3 separate regions of the Mus musculus genome follow, and regions 2 and 3 are each linked to region 1. Evidence: chromatin contacts called from public HiChIP or PLAC-seq data. All regions are on one chromosome and are shown on one strand. The core of a region is the stretch at or near the end of the contact, and the rest is flanking DNA. Distances in the headings are between cores, read along the strand shown. Region 1 overlaps Tmem51 (transmembrane protein 51). Region 2 overlaps Epha2 (Eph receptor A2). Region 3 has its middle 11 kb from the start of Gm52686.

Evidence for each region. HiChIP or PLAC-seq counts read pairs in DNA pulled down with a chosen protein or histone mark.
Region 2: an HNF4G HiChIP or PLAC-seq map of pancreatic cancer cells shows a contact between it and region 1. The contact joins two enhancer-like sites.
Region 3: a contact with region 1 is called in an HNF4G HiChIP or PLAC-seq map of pancreatic cancer cells. The contact joins two enhancer-like sites. A contact is called at or near these places in 2 of 115 datasets of contacts at active chromatin or transcription factors (embryonic stem cells and pancreatic cancer cells).

Annotation. Positions count from the first base shown.
Region 1 is chr4:142,063,920-142,067,672 of GRCm38.p6, forward strand. All of the region lies in intron 1 of Tmem51 (transmembrane protein 51), which reads right to left. Among named protein-coding and RNA genes, the nearest start is that of Tmem51os1, 19 kb to the right of the region's middle. Within about 2 kb of position 2,007, at least 48 of the 459 cell types and tissues checked have an H3K27ac peak or open chromatin away from gene starts, as enhancers often do. A contact at or near this core is called in pancreatic cancer cells, where this site is marked.
Region 2 is chr4:141,305,393-141,309,267 of GRCm38.p6, forward strand. Epha2 (Eph receptor A2) reads left to right here. Exons shown (of 17, transcript NM_010139.3): 2 at 1,122-1,189; 3 at 3,013-3,688. Among named protein-coding and RNA genes, the nearest start is that of Epha2, 6.1 kb to the left of the region's middle. Within about 2 kb of position 1,704, at least 26 of the 459 cell types and tissues checked have an H3K27ac peak or open chromatin away from gene starts, as enhancers often do. A contact at or near this core is called in pancreatic cancer cells, where this site is marked.
Region 3 is chr4:141,258,520-141,262,290 of GRCm38.p6, forward strand. No RefSeq gene overlaps it. Among named protein-coding and RNA genes, the nearest start is that of Gm52686, 11 kb to the left of the region's middle. Within about 2 kb of position 1,717, at least 49 of the 459 cell types and tissues checked have an H3K27ac peak or open chromatin away from gene starts, as enhancers often do. A contact at or near this core is called in pancreatic cancer cells, where this site is marked.

The sequences.
Region 1 (3,753 bases), core at 757-3,256:
CTAGACGCTCGCTTCGAACAGAGCGCTGGATCTGGTCCGAGCAGCACCAGCTTCGGGTAGGCATGAGCTCCCTCCCAGGAAAATCAGTACAAGACTGCGGCGCATCCAAGGTACAGGACAGCCCCACCCAGACAACTCGGCCTTCCCCTCACCCCTGCTAACCATGACGGCCTCCTAGCCTCCTCCTCTCCCTCCCCGAATGCTTCAGGCCAGTAAGGCAGCCATCATGGGAGGAGCACACAGCAGAGGTAATAGAAGGCTTATTTCAGAAGACAGGAAGCAAAGACAGAAGGAGGAGGAGGAGGAAGAGGAGGAGGAAGGAAAGGAGGTTGAAGCCCAATATCCCCTCCAAGGGCATGTCACCAGTGACTTAACTTTCTCCACAAGACCCCAGCCTCTTAAAGGTCCCACCACCTCCCAACAATTGCTATAAGCCAGCCTTCAATACAAGGACCTCGAAGATTCTCTGTCTCTGTCTCTGTCTCTGTCTCTGTCTCTCTCTCTGTCTGTTTCTCTGTTTGCCTGTCTGTGTGTGCTTGTGTGTGTGCGCGCGCGTGTGCGCGTGCATGTGTGATCAGCCTTGAGTTGATCTCATTTCTTGGGAGCTGTCCACCTTTTTTATTCAGACAGGGCTTCTCACTAGGATCTAGGACTCTCCATGTAGACAACACAGGCTGGCCAAGGTCTGTCTGTCTCTGCCTCCCCAGCACCCGGATTGCAAGCTTAAGCCACCATATCTGGCCTTTACACTTGTACTGGGATCAGTCTTGGGTCCTCATGGTTGTTTGCTTGCGCTGTACCCACTGAGCCATCTTCCCAGCCTCCTCCTCGGATCACTGACCACTGGGTTTCCCTTCCCTTCCCCACCTCCAAGCTGTTGAACTTTGGCCTTTCTCCTCATAGCTGCTATGTGCATCTCAGGATTGACTTCCTTGGTAGCCATGGCAAAGCCGAGCCTCTCCATACAGCCCTCAGCTGGCCTAGGACACAGCTTTGATCTGATGGGGGAACCAGTCTAAGGAACCCGTCAGCTCCTTCGGCCAACACAGACGCAGCAATGTCGAAGAACATCAGACAGCAGGTGGAAAGCAGTCAGAAGCTGCCAGCATGGGCTTAGATCCTGGGGCTAGATCGTCGGCATGGTGGGGCACACCTGTCCTCCCAGTGCTGGGGAGGTGGAGACAGGAGGAACAGGAGTTCAAGGTCATCCTTGGCTACATAGTGAGTTCATGTCCAGCCTGGGCTACCTCATTTGAAGAAGCAAACAAATCACACAAATCCACTAAAAACCGAAAAACAAACTGATTTCAAATACAGCGAACCGAGTGTTGGGTCTGGCCAGGAAATATATTTTTTTACGGCAGAGTTTGTGGGGTTTGTCTAAAGAAGAAACAAGCAAACGGTATTTATACGAAACACTGCCTGGAATGTGAACTGGGGGCAGGAAAAGCAAGTCTGGCTTTTATGATGTAAACACGGGGTCAAGGCCAAGTCTGGCTCCCGGGAGGACGGCAAGGACTGGTTGGTCTAACATTAGCCCTGGACACTTGTAAGTCCAGGTTGACTACACAGTATTTCCCACACCAGAAGTGTAGCAAGTGTCAGCCTTCATTGGCGCCGCTTCAGTGAGGAAGGCTGGTGCCACACCCATTTTACAGATAGGGAAAAAACACCCAATCAGAAACCCTGAGTCATTTCCCAAGACCACAAAACTAGCAAAGTCAGAACTGTAACTCATATCCTCTTGGCTCCACAGCACTCTGTTTTCCATGGGATCAGAATTCTCAAGTTCAGGGTAGGTGGGGCAGGGGGATAGCTCAGATGGTAGAGGCATGCCTAACGTGCATGAAGTCCTGGCTGCAATCAGCAGCACTGTAAACCTGCTTGCTGCGCTGGTGGTGAATGCCTATAATTTCAGCACTCCGAAGATCACTCTCAGCTACACAGTGGGTTTGGGGCCCGCCAGGCTACAGACCTTGTCAGAAAAGTGGGTGCGTTAAGTTTAAAATGGGTGGGGTTAGCTAGAGCTTGATAACTCTGATGCTTTGGCTGCCTGCTGATATCTGACTGCAGAGACCGAGCCAAACCTGTTTCTACAAAGTTCCTTAAAGAATGCTGGTCCAGCCAAGGACCTTGGCAGGAAGTTACAGGGATGGATCACATCTGGACTGGACAGCCAGTCCTGCTGTGAGATCTGGGACCCATGGCAGAGCCCTCCAAACTGTCCTCGGGCTGGAGGATCTCCAGCCCCCAGGATTCCCTTCCTGTTCGGTTCTTGCTGAGAACTGGCTGGAGACAGAACTGAGTGGCCACACAGGAAGGTGACTGTGGAGCAGTGGCTTTCAAGTTCTCCAGGGTGTCTGAGCCTAGTTGCGGACAGGCAGGCCATGGGTTCCGGAAGCCCCAAGCCCACCATGGGACTGGGTACGTGTAGGGGGACAATGGCTGGACCAGGCTGCCCTGCTAGACTCCCTGAATTACACGTCTGCAAGTAGATGCCTTGGCTTCTCCACCGTGAGACTGCACCCTCAGCAGCCCTGTCTTCTGTCTCCCACCTATTTGAATATGGCCTTGCTCCCATTCCTGGTCCCAGCATCCCTGGACGACCCTCAGGGACCTCATCTTCCTCTCTGGCCTTTCTACCTAAGGCTGTGGAGACTTTGGGGAGGGGGGGGGGTCTGCTTCAGCAGGCCCCTTGGGAATGGAACACATGTTGAAATCTAAGAGACTTGGGTGGGCATCGAAAAAGCCAGCATGTGATGAGGTGTGGCTTAACAGAAAGAACGAGGTTTGTGATGCAAATGAGCTCAAATAAATATACCAGCCAGTGCACTGACCAGTGAGATTGCTTACTGGGCTGCCAAGCCCCCAGACCTGAGTCCCCTGGAAGAGAGCCAGCTCCTGTAAATCAGTCTCTAAACCCCACGTGAGCAAGAAACACACACAAACAAATAAAAATGCAATAACATTTTTTTTTAAAAAAGAAGCTGCCTGTACCAGGTCATATGATAAGTGACTCCATTTAAAGGAAACGTCCAGACAGACATTGGGGTTAGTGGTTGCCAGCAGCCACCGACCGGCACATGGGGTGGGGGTGCTTTGCATACTTGCTTAAGAGAGTTGGGTTTTTCTTTGCAGTGGAGGGGAGAGTGGAGGTTGAACACGGGGTCTCACACCTGCTAGGCAAGCACGCTACCCTGTAATGTAGCTTTGACCTCTTCACATTTTGGTTTTCGTTTGTTTGTTTGTTTGAGACAAACTGTCACTTTATAGCCCTGGCTGGTTTAGAATTCCATGTGTAGCGCAGGCTGGCCTCAAAGGAACAGAAGTCTGTTTTCCTCCGCCTTGGGAATGCTGGGGTTGAAGGTGGGTGCCACCATACCTGGCCCTTTTCACTTTGAAATTTGGGATGGAATCTCACTCAGCTGCTCCTGGGACTTGAGATGCTCAGCCCCAGCCTCCGGAGCAGCTAGGATCACAGGCCTTTGCTCTTCTGCCCAGCACTGGCAACCGGTTCACCGAAGGGGTGGGGTGAGGAAAAGACTTTGAGATGACAAAGAGGAGGCTACACCGGTTTATCAATATACTAACTGACTGAATCAGTTACTTTAAAGCGATTTTTGACGTCACGTGAATTTCTGAGCTGTGGTATGTCACCTGGGTTGGTTCTGGCTGAGCTCATCCATACCGGAATGTTGAATCCTCAGCCGCACCCTGGGCAGGTGGCAGTATCCTTCTCCCTGGGTAATAGAT
Region 2 (3,875 bases), core at 454-2,953, 760 kb before region 1:
TTGGCTGCTGCACATGCCAGAGAAGTAGGAGTGGCTGGTGGAAGGAGCCCGAGGGCCAGGCCAGGCCCTGGCAGTTCCAGACTGATTGATTGATTGATTGGTTGATTTATATTCATATGCATTGGTGTTTTGACTGCATTGTCTGTCTTTGTGAGGGCGTCAGATCCTCTGGGACTGGAGTTACAAGGAGGTCCTCTGGGCTCTTAACTGCTGAGCCATCTCTGTAGTCCCCTCCTGATGCCTCTAGAGATGAGATAGTGTGGTCCTGGCACCTGATCCCTCTGGGCCAGGGGGAGCCCCCTGTGAAGGTTTCCTTCCATTCTTTCCCATAGGCACTTCTCCCAGGGTTAAGATGATTTTCCCAGCGACGTGTGGCTTTGGGCCCCTCCTAGACACCTCCATGCCTTCAAACCTTTAGTCCTTCACAGTGACTGTGGTGGACAGATCCCCCAGATCTGTCCCCTCTTGTCAACAGCCTTTTCTTTATTTTTTTGGGGGGGTGGAGTGGAGTACAGAGTCTGACCATGTAGCCTTGCTGGCCTGGAATTGACTATATAGACCACGGTGGGCTTGAACTCCTAGAGATCCACTTGCTTCTGCCTTTGTAGTGTGTGCTGCCGCCAGGCCAGGCCAACAACCCATTCTTATGGAGCACGTAAATGTATGTATGTACCCTCTGCTACTGTGTATGCTGGGTGGCCCAGATTGGGTCAGGGTGTTCTATGCCAGGGGGATGTGGCAGAAGCAGACAGTCTTGTCCTCTGTGACCTGCATGAAGTGTTTGTTCCCTTGTTCGAGGAAGCAGATGGGGCAGTGGGCTATCATTTTATCCCATTCACCCCACACACTACCCAGCTGCCGGTCTCCTGCTGTGCCCTGACCCAGCTGGGGGCTGAGGGAACACCAGAGCTGAAAGCCTGGTGACAGGCGGCTGTGTGACAAACTGAGCCCGCCTGCTTCTTCTCTGGTCAGGCCTCTCTGGTCAGGCCGTGTGTTGATTCTGGGGCTGGGGTTGGCGGGGTGTGGAGCACACACATCACCGCACGCAGGTTCTGCTGTGTGCCGTGCGTAGCCCCTGGGAAAGCCCTGGCTCACTGGTCCTTCCCCCATCTTTCCCACAGTTGTTTTGTTGGACTTCGCAGCAATGAAGGGAGAGCTCGGCTGGCTCACGCACCCCTATGGCAAAGGGGTGAGTAAAACTTCAGGGCTGAGGGAGGGTGGGAAGGAGGGCTGCACATCCCAGGAGAGATGGAGGATGGGAGCCTGGAGCAGACTCTGCGGGTCAACCAAGCTTCAAACGTGGTGACCTGGGCCGAGGCAGACTGCAGCTGGGTAGAAGGAAGGGACTGTTTGTAGGTGGCCTAGCTGGGGAGACAGCTGAGAACCCCAGCAGTGGGATGCTCCAGTGGTCCTGCCTGCCTCTCGTGGTTGCGGGGGAAGGGTTAAAGGCTGCACGGGGTGAAGAGCAAGAGATACAGGACAGTGACTTCCTGCCTGGGGCCCCTTCCCTCCTACTCTGCCTTACCCTCCACTGGGGACATCTCCCTTCCTGCTATGCTTTCTGGTGGTCCTGCCCTGACCTCAGATTCCTGGTCCGAGGGCTGTGGACTTTGGGGAAGATACTACTTACTGTGCTATGAGCCTCAATTTCCCTTGGGCACAATGCACCCATGATAAGTCCTGGGACTCTGAGACAGGGAGAGGGGTGTGTCCCTAAGGGAGCTCTTGGGACAGAGCGTATAGCTGGCCAGGTCTGAGTGACTTGCATCTATCCTGAGTCATGGCCTGAAGTATAGTTTTGAAAAGACTTCTAGGATCCCGGAATGTCCAGCTGGAGGCTGGAGGTAGATAGCCTTATCCAACCCAGTCATTATATACAGTGGGAAACTGAGCCCCGGGCGGGCACTCGGGTCTTGGCCAGTGTCACATAGGATGACAGGTCAGACCTCCATCTTTATTTATTTACTTATTGATTTTTTAAAAAAAAATTTATTGTATTTATGTGTGTGCACTGTCACTCTCTTCAGACACACCAGAAGAGGGCATCGGATCCCATTACAGATGGTTGTGAGCCACCATGTGGTTGCTGGGGATTGAACTCAGGACCTCTGGAAGAGCAGTCAGTGCTCTTAACCACTGAGCCATCTCTCCAGCCCCTACTTGCTTTTTTTTTTCTTTCCTTTATTCACACATTTGTTCCTCTGAGCCCACCCTAAGCGCATATTCTTTGCCAGAGAGGCCCTGGGGATTCAGAGCCAAGTCAGTTGCTGTTCCCATGCTGAAGAGTTCAGAATACAGCCCTGGGAGCCAGGCTTGTGTTACCGTATGCTAAGTTCTCCAATGATCGAGGGGGCGTGGAGCTCATAGGGGCACACAGCCCCACCCAGGCAGCTTGGAGGAGCCTCCAGGGGCGGGAGGGACCATCCATTGTTTTCACTTACTGTATCTGTCAACACCCATGGCACACAGCGATGACCCTACACGGTGACATGATGCTAGCTGTTGCGTATGGTTGTAGCCCTGAGCGCCACGTTCTGGGCTCAAGTGTTTTGTCATGTATGCTCATAGCAGTTGTGGAAATGGGACACTGGGATTAGAGAGCATAAATGGTGCAGGTGCCCCAGACTCTAGCCCCGGCCCACCGATGGGGAGACTCAGTACCCAGACATTAGGGCCAGAAAGACCCACAGCCATGTCTTGGGCCAGCTGCTTTTGGGTCTCCTTCCTCTAGGTCCTAGTTTTCTTCCCTGTAGAATGAAGGCACCGAGAACCGAGAGTCAGGTGTGGTGGTACATACTTGTCACTTACACACTTCAGAAGTAGAGGCTAGAAGATTAGATGTTCACTGAGTCATCCCTCAGGACACAGTGAGTTTGAGGCCAGCTTGGACTACATGAGACACTGTCTCAAGAGAACAACAGCAATACAGGAGAGGGGGAAAACTGAAGCTGTGTCCTGTGGGACTCAGTCCCTGCCTTCCCAGACTAACAGTCACCTGTCACATACACACAGTGGGACCTGATGCAGAACATCATGGACGACATGCCTATCTACATGTACTCGGTGTGCAACGTGGTATCCGGCGACCAGGACAACTGGCTCCGCACCAACTGGGTGTACCGGGAGGAGGCCGAGCGCATCTTTATTGAGCTCAAGTTCACGGTGCGAGACTGTAACAGCTTCCCGGGTGGCGCCAGCTCATGCAAAGAGACCTTCAACCTCTACTATGCAGAGTCAGATGTGGACTATGGCACCAACTTCCAGAAGCGCCAGTTCACCAAGATTGACACCATCGCCCCTGACGAGATCACGGTCAGCAGTGACTTCGAGGCTCGCAATGTCAAGCTGAACGTAGAGGAGCGCATGGTGGGGCCCCTTACCCGGAAGGGCTTCTACCTGGCCTTCCAGGACATCGGCGCCTGCGTGGCGCTGCTCTCCGTTCGCGTCTACTACAAGAAGTGTCCCGAGATGCTGCAGAGCTTGGCTCGCTTCCCCGAGACCATTGCTGTCGCTGTCTCCGATACACAACCCCTGGCCACGGTGGCCGGTACCTGCGTGGACCATGCCGTGGTGCCTTATGGGGGCGAGGGGCCTCTCATGCACTGCACGGTGGATGGCGAGTGGCTGGTGCCCATCGGGCAGTGCCTGTGCCAGGAAGGCTACGAGAAGGTCGAGGATGCCTGCCGAGGTGAGAGGGGGTTCCTGGGGTGTCAGGGAAGCCCGACTGGGGTGGGGGGCTACGGGCACGTGATTGGAACACCTTAGTACATTGGGGATGTGGTTGCTCCGTGGATGCCTCTGCTCTCGGGTGGTGGTCCCGTGACCGGAAGCTTCCTGGGAACAGGACGGTGTAGAGACTATGAGCCAGGGTTACG
Region 3 (3,771 bases), core at 467-2,966, 810 kb before region 1:
ATCCCCACACAAGAGAGGCAGGGGCAGGTCCAGGACAGCTAGGGCTTGCTTCACACCTCTCTCTCTCTCTCTCTCTCTCTCTCTCTCTCTCTCTCTCTCTCTCTCTCTCTCTCTCTCTCTCTCCTAAAGAGAAGAAGGGGTGGCCCCGGCCATGGGTGGTCAGGGAGGAATGCTGACTAAGGTTTTAGGGCGATGTGGGAGCGTGTCTGTTTTCCTCCTGCTGTTGTTCTGTGTTTGATGGATACACTCTCCCTCCGAGCCCACACACCAGTCTCTCTTCAGTTTCCTGGGGCAGGGTTTAGATAGGCCCATTGGCTCAAACTCACAATGTAACCAAGGATTCTCCTTCTTTCTAATGTTCTTTGCACAAGTTGGTTTCTATTGATTTGGTTGGTTGGTTGGTTCTGGTTTTTTCGAGACAGGGTTTCTCTGTGTAGCCCTGGCTGTCCTGGAACTCACTCTGTAGACCAGACTGGCCTTGAACTCAGAAATCCGCCTGCCTCTGCCTCCCAAGTGCTGGGATTGTTTTTTAAGGCAAGGTCTCCAGCCCAAGACAGACTCGGACTCCCTACATAGTCCAGGATGACTTCGAACTCCTAAATCTCCTGCCCCCACCTCTCAGTGCTAGAATTACAGACCCAAGCTACCACCGCAGGTTCATGTGGTGCTGGGGATGGAACTTGGCTTTGGGTCCCACTTGATCCTCCCAAACTGCGCGGCATCCTTACCCCCGCCCCAGCCCCGCTCCGAATCGGTTTTGTATTTAGGTTTTCGTTCTTTGGATCCACCCTGAAGTCCAGGTGGTTCCCCCTCTACTGCGTCCACGTGAGCGTGAGCTGAACCTCGCCCGGGTCTTACTCAGTCCACACGTGCCCTCTCCTGTCTGTCCTCTAACTTCCCTGTCTGTCTGACTCAGCTCCTCTGTTTTCCCTTGTTTTTCCTGGGTTTTCCTGACCTGGGCAATTTTGAGGCTTTCTGGTCGGTATTTTGTACACGATCCTGCAATTTGGGTGTATCTGATGTTTTTCTCATGACGAAGCCGGAGTTGCTGCGGCTTTCGGCGGGAACACCACAGAGGTAAACAGAGTCCTCTGCTCATGACGTCAGGAGTCACGTGATGGCCACATGGGTCACCAATGGGGTTGATTGTTTTTCCTTTCCTCCCCCTGCGTCCCCAGTTCTCACATTGTAGTCCAGGCTAGCCTCAAACTCAAGGCAAACCTCTTCTTCCCTTCCCAAGTACTGGCATGAGAGAGGTGAGCTGCCAAGCCCCGACGATGTACACAATCTTTAAACAAACAACAACAACAACAAAACCAAAAAAAAGCTTTACAGAGGGTCTTAACGAAGCTCATGCTGGCCTTGGCCCAGGCCTGCCCCTCCTGAGGGCTAGGATAACAGACCATGTTGAAAAACATTTTGGGGGGAATTGCTGGCGACCTAACTCTTCCTTCTTCCCCCACCCCCCTCTTTCTTTCTTTTTCATCTTTTTCTTTCTTTCATTCTTTTCTTTTCCTTTCTTTCTTGGATGAAACCCAGGCCCCACCCACACCAGCCAGGACCAGGAAACACTCCTGGGTCCCGTGCGGTTTGTGTTCCCCCACCGTGCCGACTCAGGCTTTCACTTCATTCATTCCGTCAGCCTGCCATGTCTGTCAGCGCGGACTCATTCGCTGGGCTGGGATCCAATATGTGTTTACACATCGTCCTAGCAAGCTGGGTGTGGCAGTGCACAGCGATTAGCCAAGCACTCCCTGGGGAAGTGGGAGGGGCTATGTCAGGAGGACCGTAGCCGAGGAGACCCCCCCCCTCCTACAAAGTAAGACCCTTCTGCCCCATAAAGGGGGACTAGGGGCTGGGGAGGCACCAGTGTTGGAGTGACCCAGGGCAAGATTCCTGTACTGCATAAGCGGCAGGGTGGTGCCTGCAACCCAAGCACTCAGGTGAGGGCAGGGCGGAAGAAATTCTTGGGCCATTTGAGAGAGACCCTGATCAGAGCCTCTTGGGTCCGCCCTGTCCTGTATATCCCATGCCCTCAGGGCTCACACTACAGCGAGCTCCAGGCTCAAGTCCTGCCCAGGTAGAATCTGTTAAAGAGTTGGACTCTTTCCAAAGAACAGAGTTCTCCATGCTGATGAGGTATCTAGAGGCCCTGAGGACTTAGCCAATAAGCATCCCTTCTTGGACCTTCCTCCCTGCAAAGGGTATTTATTTAATCACTAGTCCACCCTGAGAAGGAGGTACTCACCCATTTTCCATGATGAACAATAAACAATTTGGAATCAAGGACCATCTCTTTCATCGCAGTGGGGAGCATAGAGAAGGCCTTTGACTACTGAGTCACAACGCTGCTGTCTAAACCTCCCGTAGAAGGACCCTCTACATGCCCAGACTCGCCACCACAGCTAAGCCAGAGTCCCCCATCCCTGTCATCCTCAGCCTGCAGACCCCAACTCCATCCCCAACCCCTTGTGACCCAGCAGAATCGGGATGTCCGGGAGTTTGGGAGCCCCAGCCCTGAGCTCCTCATGAGAGGCCCACGGACCCTTGACCCTCTGTTCCTGACTCTTGAAGTTTCCAGTTGCAACTGAACTCCTGTCTCCTCAGCCTCAGCCTGTGCTGTGTCTCACCCAGGCTGCTCCCCCCCACCCCCCCCTTAGGCTATGTTCATAACCCTTTTGTCTGTCTGAGCAGAGTTCACACACCCCAGTGGTGAGATGGACCACAGGGAGGGGCTGCGTGTACCACAGAGCTTATGTGTGTGGGGGGGGGTGGGGGGGATGTCAGAGGGTAACTGCAAAAATCAAGTTCTCTTTCTTCCACATGTGGGTTCCAGGGATTGAATTTCAGTCATCAGGCTTGGTGGCCAGCGCCTTTACCTGCTGAGTCAACTTGCTGGCCCAAATCCATATATTTTCATACCTGAATACCATGAATGTAGGAAGACATCTAGCTCCTTTAAGACTCTCTGCTTCAGGCTGGAGAGATGGCTCAGCGGTTAAGAGCACTGACTGCTCTTCCAGAGGTCCTGAGTTCAATTCCCAGCAACCACATGGTGGCTCACAACCATCTCTAATGGGATCTGACGCCCTCTTCTGGTGAGTCTGAAGATAGCAACAGTGTACTCACTAGGGGAAAAAAATAAGGCTCTGCTTCAGCTTTAAACAGGGGTGGCAGTGGGGAGACAGAAGCAGGTCAGGGTAAGATCCGCAATCCTCTGAAGGAAGACCCCAGATTCGGATAGTATACAAAGACAAAGAGTGTTTAATCTGCAGAAACAGCCAGCATGCTAGGGTCACCAAGAATTGGGGAGGGTTACCATCATTACCAAATGGTATATTCGAGTCCCTTTTTAACAGGACGGCTTAATTGCTTCTTAGATAACAGCAGACTTCTAAAACTTAGGGTATATCCCAAGGGGTTACAGAAACCATTAACCGAAGGTCATAAAGAAGACATACACCACAGAACACCAGGTGCAAAACCAGGAGATAAGATAGTGACTAGGAGCCGGGCGTGGTGGCGCACGCCTTTAATCCCAGCACTTGGGAGGCAGAGGCAGGCAGATCTCTGAGTTACTGGTCTACAGAGTGAGTTCTAGGACAGCCAGAGCTATACAGAGAAACCCTGTCTGGAAAAGACACAAAAAAAAAAAAAAAAAGAAAAAAAGAAAAAAAGAAAAAAAGAAAAAGGGTAGTGACTAGGAGTGTCTAAACAAGACTTCAAGGAGGGCTTAGTTACAGTCTTAAACTTCCCATGACTCTCCAAGTC